Linked DNA regions of Callithrix jacchus: region 2 is linked to region 1. A link is a contact called in public Hi-C data. All regions are on one chromosome and are shown on one strand. The core of a region is the stretch at or near the end of the contact, and the rest is flanking DNA. Distances in the headings are between cores, read along the strand shown. Region 1 holds the start of SMIM36 (small integral membrane protein 36). Region 2 overlaps MMD (monocyte to macrophage differentiation associated).

What was found. Hi-C and Micro-C count contacts between places; a contact is called where the count stands out from the background.
Region 2: a contact with region 1 is called in a Hi-C map of induced pluripotent stem cells, with 3 times the contacts expected there. The contact joins the enhancer-like site here to the promoter of SMIM36 in region 1. A contact is called at or near these places in 2 of 3 Hi-C or Micro-C datasets (induced pluripotent stem cells and skeletal muscle).

What each region holds. Positions count from the first base shown.
Region 1 is chr5:110,729,833-110,734,658 of calJac240_pri, forward strand. SMIM36 (small integral membrane protein 36) reads left to right here and starts at 2,691. Exons shown (of 2, transcript XM_054256245.2): 1 at 2,691-3,253. The coding sequence starts at 2,789. The coding sequence ends at 3,082. All of the region lies in intron 1 of LOC144582876 (a long non-coding RNA gene), which reads right to left.
Region 2 is chr5:110,824,558-110,828,921 of calJac240_pri, forward strand. All of the region lies in intron 6 of MMD (monocyte to macrophage differentiation associated), which reads left to right. Among named protein-coding and RNA genes, the nearest start is that of MMD, 25 kb to the left of the region's middle. Within about 2 kb of position 2,709, at least 5 of the 16 cell types and tissues checked have an H3K27ac peak or open chromatin away from gene starts, as enhancers often do. A contact at or near this core is called in skeletal muscle, where this site is marked.

The DNA of each region.
Region 1 (4,826 bases), core at 1,441-3,940:
GCTTTGGCCACTAGATGGCACAAGAGGAAAGTTACTTAAAGACAGCAAAAGAAAGGTGGGTGAGGTTAGCCCAGACAAGAATAGAGGAGCTAACCAGGTTAATTAAGTAAAACAAGCAGCCAGCATTTCACCGAAGACATTGCAAGGAAGCCAAGCCTTCATGAGACTAGACTTCAAATGAAGGTTGAGCACTAATGGAAAGAAAAACAAAAAACAGTCTGCAAACAGTAATAAGATACTGAAACCAAAGCCTTGAACAAAACATTCTGGAACATCATGGGTATCAGCAGAATGGGGGCAATCTAAGAAGAGAGGCCAGACCTGATCACACACCATGATTAAGGATTATCACGATTACACAGAGAAACCCAGACTTGATATGAAAACTCCACTCAATAGAGCAGATCTGTTGCATATATTTCAGTTTAAATTAATGTGGACAAAACTTTGTGTAGTTCTCATTTCAGAGTCAATTTTAACCAATCCTTGTGTCATCTATTTAAAGTCACCAAATAACTCCCCTAAATATTGTCACATGGAGGTACCTGGGCTATCCAGACTCAGTTTACTATAGAAGTCACGAATCTAGAGTCCTGAGTGGGCAAAAGAAAGTAGGCATCTGGTACATAATGCCTTTTAAAGCCTCGCTTCTGTCTGGTGCACTGCACGTGACTTACAGATGCAACAGACAACTCTACTTGCTGTGTGATTCTGTGCTTACCAAGAAACTTTCCAATTATAAATGGACTTTTCCTGTAGATCTGCCTCCAGGAAGAAAAAGCTATGTCCTTGCAAGCACAAAATTAATTCTCTGAATCTATTGGACTCAAACCTTGGACACTGTTGAATTCTATTTTCAATGCCCCCTGGAATAGCTCTTCACAGATCACCAATGCCCTGGTGACCACATATTGGCCCATTTTCTTCACATCCTTTTTTTCTACTTTTCTAGCCATGATTCTCCATCCTGGTTGCAGATCAAAATTATCCATGAATATTTTTATTAACTCAGATCCCCAGACTCTAGCCCTAAAGATTCTAACTCAATAGATCTAGGGTTGATCCAGGTATCTGTATTGATGAGAGACCCCACAGATTCCAATCAGGCTGACCCTAAATCTATGGTGTTTCAGAACCATGCATCTTCTGGAGTATAATTACATAAGTTAGTCCAGGACCATAGACTCATGGAAGATATTATTTGGAAAAAGGTCTCGAGATGCATAAGAACCCCATACTACATCTTCAAACCCTCCAGTTGCCATGGAAACTGGACATAAAGGAGCCTGACCGGAAGCCACTAGCCCATTGAAGCTTAACACTAAGAAACCAGCAGACCTTTGGGAGCTTCGGCCTTTAACTAGGAGTATCCAAAAAGTCCTATTAGCTATTGGAGAAAAAGCTACTGATGCCCTATCTGCCCAAAAGTAGATATGTTAAAAAGTCAAGAATTTCAAGATGGCAACAGCAGAGCATTAAACCAAGTGTGAGGTCTTTCCGAGCATGGACTGTTGTGCAGCTGCACAGGGCACATGCCCATGAGGTAGCCCTATGCAGGGCTATGGGGAAGGGCTACAACTGTGGCAGGACAGTGATTTATACATCTAGGAATAACTGTAATCTGATCAATGTCTGATCTTCCTCTCGACTTACTTGTCTTTCTGGATCCAGGAGGCAGCTAAGGGGATCTCTTTAAAATGCAAATTCAATAGTCATTCCCCTGCGCAAAAGCATTCAATGGCATCCCATTGCTCTAGGATCAAATCTAAAGTTCTGAGTATGGCCACAAGTGCCTGTGCCTTCTAGCTCCTGCCTGCCTCTCCCGCCTCCTGCTCCCCATTCTCTTTATGCTTCTGTCACTCTGCCCTTGTTCCCATGCTTGCCATTTCCCAGGCTCCTTTCTGCTCGGGTCTTCACAGACAGTTCTTTGCAGCTAGAAGACTCATCCCTATCCCTTCTCGCTTAGCTAAATGCCACTTATCCTTCAGATCATAGGTTAAATGTCAGTTCTGCAGCTTCTTTGACCCACATTGGGACACACTCTCCTCTTACCCTCTATATATCTCCCTTATAAACTTATTTCCACTGTTCTTAAATGGTGAGTTATGCAATTATCTGTTTAAAGGCTATCTTTCTTGCTAGATTACTTGCTTCTCTGTCTCATCACAGCCATTTCTGCTTTGCTTAGTAAAGTGTCTGAAACACAGGGAGTAAGGACTCAAAAAGCAGTTTTGAATTAAGTAATGAGAAATGCAGCAACAAATGAGGAAAAGGTGAACATATCAGGCACTAGTATCTTCTTCTTGAAGAATCACATCTACTTCCAAAGCCTACTGACCTGATCATGCAAATCACTCCATACATGGTACTAAACATCCCTTATACCAAGACAACACAATTGTCCAGGACAACCCAGGTTTTTAGCTGTCATCTTGGAATGCTTATTAACAGCACTTACTTTTGCTCACCAAACTGTGTGGATGCTGAATTATATGAATGCTCTACTTATACACCATGATCCAGTAACTCATGAGCCATCTCTCTCTCTCTTTCTCTCTCTGTGTAGGTTAACTGATGAGACACAGCTTCTGTGTTTTGGTGGCTGTGGTATTAACAGCAAGCTTAAGTTATTAAACCGAGCAGCTTTAATCCCCGAGGTCTCCTGGAGCAGTAGGGATTAATGTATTTTTACTCCAGAGCCAATGTAGCTATTCCGATGCTCTAAGATCTGCTCTCTGCAATGCCCAAACTGACCCCAGTTGCCTTTCTCTAGGCCTGCTTCTTCACCATGGGAGAAGTGATGGAATTCTACTTGGAGATTGACCCTGTCACCTTGAACCTGATCATCCTAGTTGCGAGCTACATCATCTTGCTCCTGGTCTTCCTCATCTCCTGCATCCTATATGACTGCCGAGGCAAGGATCCCAGTAAGGAGTATGCGCCGGAGGCCACTCTGGAGACCCAGCCCTCCATCCGACTGCTGGTGATGCAGCCAAGTGCCCCAGGGGCCCACTGGCCAAAGGGGCCTGGCCTTCCTTTGGGGGATCCCACTCCACTAGGGAAGAAAAGCACAATGGTATGAGGCTGGCTAAGGGACACTGGGGAGAGACCCTAGACTTTCCGTAGAGACAAACTGCTCCCTATCATGGCTCCAATTCTCTCAGCACATGTCCTGCATGGTAAAGAAAGTGAGGACTCTGTCTTACTTGCTATTTTCTCGTCACCTTCTTTATGAAAAAAGCAATGGTTTAAGGTAAGAATCTCAAAGTGGTCTTTAATCAAATTCTCCAAATGCAAAATGTCAGCAACACTATAGTATAATGAAGTTGGCGACTGGTACATTTCTGATGTTACTGTCCTTGCAACTCACAGGAGAGATTGACTTTCGAGCAAGGGTTAAAAGAAGAAAACGCAATAGGGTGTGTGTGTGTGTGTGTGTGTGTGTGTGTGTGTGTGACGAGGAATAAGACTAACTCCAGTCTAGCCTATTCTTTGCAAATCTTTTCCTTTCAAGGCCACCACTTTTTTGGTTTTTGGTTTTGTTTTGTTTTGTTTTTAAGAGACAGGGTGCTCTGTTGCCCATACTTGAGTGCAGCAGTGTGATCATAGCTCACTGCAGCCTTGAACTGGACTCAAGCAACCCTCCCACTTCAGCTTCCCATGTACCTGGGACTATAGGTGCATGCCACACATGCCTGGCCTTCTTTTTTGTTTGCTTTTTGTTGTTGTTGTTGAGAGATGGGGTTTCATTCTGTTGCCCAGGCTGGTATTGAACTCCCAGCCTCAAGCAATCCTCCTGCCTTGGCCTCACGAAATGCTGAGATTACAGATGTGAGCCACTGCACCCAGTCCAGGCAACCTCACTGAATTTGTTCAGACTTCAGAACATTATTATTTCTGTACATACCAGCTCTTCACATTCTATTACCAACTCTGAGGTAGAATAAGGAACACACACAATTAAAACAACAAACCTGGGAGCCTGGGTTAAATCCTGCCTCTTCCACTTGCTAATTGTGTGGCCATGGTTAAGTTCAGCCACCTCTTCGTTCCTCAGGGATAGTGATTGGACCTCTAACTTTTTGGGGCTATTTAAATGAGTTAATTCAGCAAAAACACTTGAGACAGTTCTTGCCACACAGGGTTAGCTATGATGATGATCACTGATATTATTTCCTTCCATGTGCCTCATCAAAAATTTCATCTCCAATCCTCAAATCTGACCTGATCCAATACAAAGTTAATGAAAACTCATTGAAGATTCCTGAGGTCCCACAGCTTGGTGCATCTGTCCCCAGAACACTGGTTGCTCTCCCTTCAGTCTCTTTGTTGATGTTGAATTATATGTTTCTTACCCTGTTCATTAGTCTATTTCCAAAATTTTTTAATTATTATCTCCATTGTGTGTATTTTTATTAACCCTGCCTTCCCCAAGCTCAGAAAAACTTAGGTATTTACTTCAACATTTACTAAACCCCTTCTTTCCATCAGGACCTGTGTGGAAATAAAGAGAAATGAATGTCATGACCCTACCCTCTGATTTTTGCTGCCCAACAGCAGGAAGAGGGGTCAGGCATGACTTAGGCAATGAAGGATAAAGCTTTGCAGATGCTCTGCTAGAAATCCACATAGGATACAGGAGTCCTCAGAGACGAGTGTCTGGCACACAGAAGATGCTCAAGAAATATTTGAGCAATGTTGAATGGCTAATTTCATCATAGACTCAGGTACCAAAGATAAGATGATTTGTCTTAAAAGATAAGTAGTTATTTTTCCAGAAGAACAAAGTATGTTGGAGACTTGAAGGGTAGGACAGGAGAGGTTTT
Region 2 (4,364 bases), core at 1,459-3,958, 95 kb after region 1:
GGACTGGATATTACAGAAGCAAAGGTCAGTGAACCCGAAGCCGGTAGAAATGATACCAACTGAAGCATGAAGAGAAGAGTGATTTTAAAATGAACAAAAGAAGACATAGAGATTGGGGCAGTTTTCTGTTTTGGGATTTTTTTTTTTTTTAAGAAATAATAGTTACAACTTTTCCAAAATGATGAAAAATATCAATCTGAAGCTCTGCAAAGCACAAGGAGGCCAGAGCAGGATAAACACAAAGAACACTACACTAAGACACATTGAAGTCAAATTACTAAAAAACAAAGGCAAAGAAAAGACCTTAAAATCAGCCATAGAGAGAAAAACAAGCAAGGAGAGATGATGACCACTGACGTTGTATCAGAATTCATGGGAGCAGGAATACAATGTAATGCCACATTTAAAATGCCAAAAGGGGCCAGCGCGGTGGCTCATGCGTGTAATCCCAGCACTTTGGGAGGCTGAGGCGGGTGGATCACATGAGGTCAGGAGTTCAAGACCAGCCTGGCCAATATGGTGAAACCCCATCTCTACTAAAAGTACAAAAATTAGCTGGACATGGTGGTGGAGCTCCTGTAATCCTATTTACTTGAGAGGTTTTTTTTTTGCCTAGAGAATTGCTTGAACCTAGGAGGTTGAGGTTGCAGTGAGCTGAGATCAGGCCACTATAGTCCAGCCTGGGCAACAGTGTGAGACTCCATCTCAGTCAGTCAGTCAATCATTAAAATGCTGAAAGAAAAAAAAAAATCCTATCAACTTCAAGTTGATGTTAGCTCAGGTTAGCTCAGTTTAGAACATTAATGTCAAAAATAAACCAGGGAGGCTGAGACAGGCAGATCATTTGAGGTCAGGAGTTCAAGACCAACCTGGCCAATATGGTGAAACCCCATCCCTACTAAAAATACAAAAATTAGCCGGGGGTGGTGGCATGAGCCTGTAATCCCAGCTACTCGGGAGACTGAGGCAAGAGAATCACTTGAACATGGGAGGTGGAGGTTTCAGTGAGCAGAGATGATGCCACTGCACTCCAGCCTGGGCAACAGACCAAGACTCTGTCAATAAATAAATAAATAAATAAATAAATAACCAGGATTGCTAGAAATGATGAATTTCTATGTAAACATATGGCTGCTTTACATGTCTTAATTCCTTCAAAAGATAACATAGGGATTTCTAACTTGTAGAAGTAAAGCACGTGGTAACAATAGATGGGGTGGAGAAATGGAAGCACACTGTTTTAAGGGTCTTAACTTTGTGTAGGGGTATAGTAATAAAGGTATATTGTGATGAGTTAAGGATGCATACTGTAATCCATAGAATAACCACCACCAACAAAAGCAAAATAAATATTATAGTTAAGTAATCAAGAGAAAAGATAAAATGAAATCCCAAAGTTACTCAATTTAATCTAAAAGCAAGTGGGAAAATTGGAAAAAGGAAATAAAGATTAGGTGAAAGCAAATAGAATACATAAAGCAAGATGAGAGGCCTAAATACAACCATACCAGTAATTATGTGTCTCCTATATAATAACAATTACATGACAGTGGACTGAACACTCCAATGAAAAGGCAGATTTTCAGACTGGATAAAGTTTTCTGATCTGTTAAATGGGGATAATAGTACCTAATTTAGAGTTGTTCTGAAGATTAAATGAATAAATATATGAAGTGCTTCAAACAGTGCCTGGAACTAGTTACCATAATAATAGTGATAATGAAAAAAATTATTTTGATACAAAATTAACTATGTTCTAGGTCTTTGAAAGGTGAGTTCAGTGTGGTATCTTAAGAATGCCTGTGAACAGAATGTATGTCAAAACCAACCTGTGTACTTGGTTTGGTCTCTTGCTTGTTTTGGCAGAAAGAAAAAAATAGGGATATTTTGGAACAGTGACAACCCATGTGATTTTGTTCAGGCCATTTCACTGCTCTGGCCTTAGTCTCCTCACCTCTGTAATAAGGGGGTTGTTTTAGATGAGTGACTCTTACCATTTGGGAGTCTTGCACCCCTTTGTGAATCAGTTGACAGCCTTACCCCTATCCTAGAAAAGGGCTCCTAATACGCACACAGTAATTTTGTATAATATGTATTCATTGCTGTATAACCTTGAGGAATTAATCACGTGTTGTGTTTTGTCTTTGTTTTTACTTTTTAAATAAAAATAAATCTGGCTGAAGTCCTTTCTTCCCAAGGTTAGGGAGAAATCTGATGTAAGTCCATTTGGATTGGCTCCTTCTCCATCTTTTGATCTCACACAAAACATGGGGGCTTCTATGAACTTTGAAAAAGGACTGATGCACACAGCTGACTCTAGATCCTCAAACCTGGTCATTAGCTCATGATGGTCTGTTGTTGCCTTGCTTTTAACTGAGGCCCTTGGGACCCATTCTAAGTAGGTACTTGAGTTAGAGCTTCCCTTTACTCTTGCTGGATTTGGCCATGGAGACCTAATCCAAGGCTCACTGGGCTGCTACCCAGTGCCCAGGTCTCTGTGACAGCCACATACCTGTCCCCTTCCAAGGCCCTGCCATGATCTGCCTTAGGTTTCCCCTCACGCTGCAGAACCTTCTCCTTTCTATTCCTAGTCCTCAGAAATCCAGGGCACTGACTTGCTTCTTCATCAGCTTCTAGGCATTGCCTCTATTCTCTCCCCTCATTCATATAAGCCATTTTAATCTCGTATAAGGGCCTTGGTCTTTGAAAACCAAGAACAGCCTAAAAAATTCTTCCTTCTGCTCTAAGACACACAAGAATGTTCAGTTATTTTTAAACTAAGCAATGCCCAGGCTCAAAGGCAAAAAGACCTGGAGGCATCTAGAAGGTTGGGAAATATCTTGTACTATGTGATCTATGATCTCAGAGGTCACTTCTAGTTATGATTTTCATGTGCGAGCCTTAAGGAATCTATAAGATCACATAAGCAGGGGAAGTCTCAAAGAAGCAATCAGTGTAGAACAGTGTTTGAGAAGGACAAAGGGAAGTGAAAACCCTGGCTGAGATGTAAATTATAAATGGAGTGGCTTAGGTCTGCCTTAGTAGGGAAGAAAGCATTTAAAGGGGAAGATGAGAACGAAGGATTGCACTTTATTAAAATGAACTTCCGTGTCTGGCTATGATTGCAGTTTGTTTAGATATGCTGTAAATGGGCAGAATGTTCTGCTTTTTCACTGGGGACCTGTAATGTGATTGCTTGCTAAACTCAAGACTGTCAGTCCAAAGGGCAATCCAGGTCAATGACTTTTTAAATGTTTGGTTCATGTTTACAGATCAGGATTGTGTTCACACAGCTTCTTCATTGTCTTAGAAAATCAAGAGCCTTAGTGGGGAATTAGCTTATCTGTAGCTTGTCACAGCAGAGTAACATCAAACCATTTTTATTTTCTTTTTCCCTTTTGACAGAACAACACCGATGGACTTCAGGAACTTGCCTATGGGGGTTTAATTTATTGCTTGGGAGTTGTGTTCTTCAAGAGTGATGGCATCATTCCATTTGCTCATGCCATCTGGCACCTGTTTGTGGCCACGGCAGCTGCAGTGCATTACTACGCCATTTGGAAATACCTTTACCGAAGTCCTACGGACTTTATGCGGCATTTATGACCAATCTGTACTAGGTCTCCAAACCAGTATTATTTCAATTATGGCACTTGACAGTGGGGTGAGAGCTGAACATTGCACAGGGAAAGAAAAAAAAATTAGATGACTGCACTGACTTTCTTTATATCTTTTGAATATACTTACTGTGAAAGTATAATGGCTGTGTTCTGGAATTTTCCCCCTCACAGCAAATAAATAAGGTAGTGTATTAATTATCCATTCCATTCCACTATCATAAAGGACTCTGAATAGACTTGGCCAACTGATGTTTACAAACCAGAATTTTATATTTTAGTTTTACAGATTTTACTACATGATTTTTCTAAATTACTATGTCAGGTTATAAAAGTCAGTGCAATAACAAAGCTTCCTTTTTAAGAAGAAAATTGTTTCTATCACTTTCCCATTCACTAGGTAAAGAATCATGAACAGAACTTACACTACTCTTTACAATGTTTCATCTTGGCATAACATGGTTCTTTTTTAAATAGAAACTTTAGTTTTTTGTAAATTTTTTAAAAAACTTTCATTGAAATGCATCTCTGCGGGTCCTCATGCATGTTGTGAATTTTTGCAGCAAGCAGTCAACATTCCACAAACAAACAAACATTATACCTCTTCTGATAGTTTTATTAAGCATGAAGAAATTGCCAATTTTTAAAACTACAGTTTTCCAAACTTTTTGCCAACCTCTTACTCTGAATTCAGTGCTGCTTTGGGACATATACTTGACCTAGCTTGGTTTACCAGTGATGGAAAAG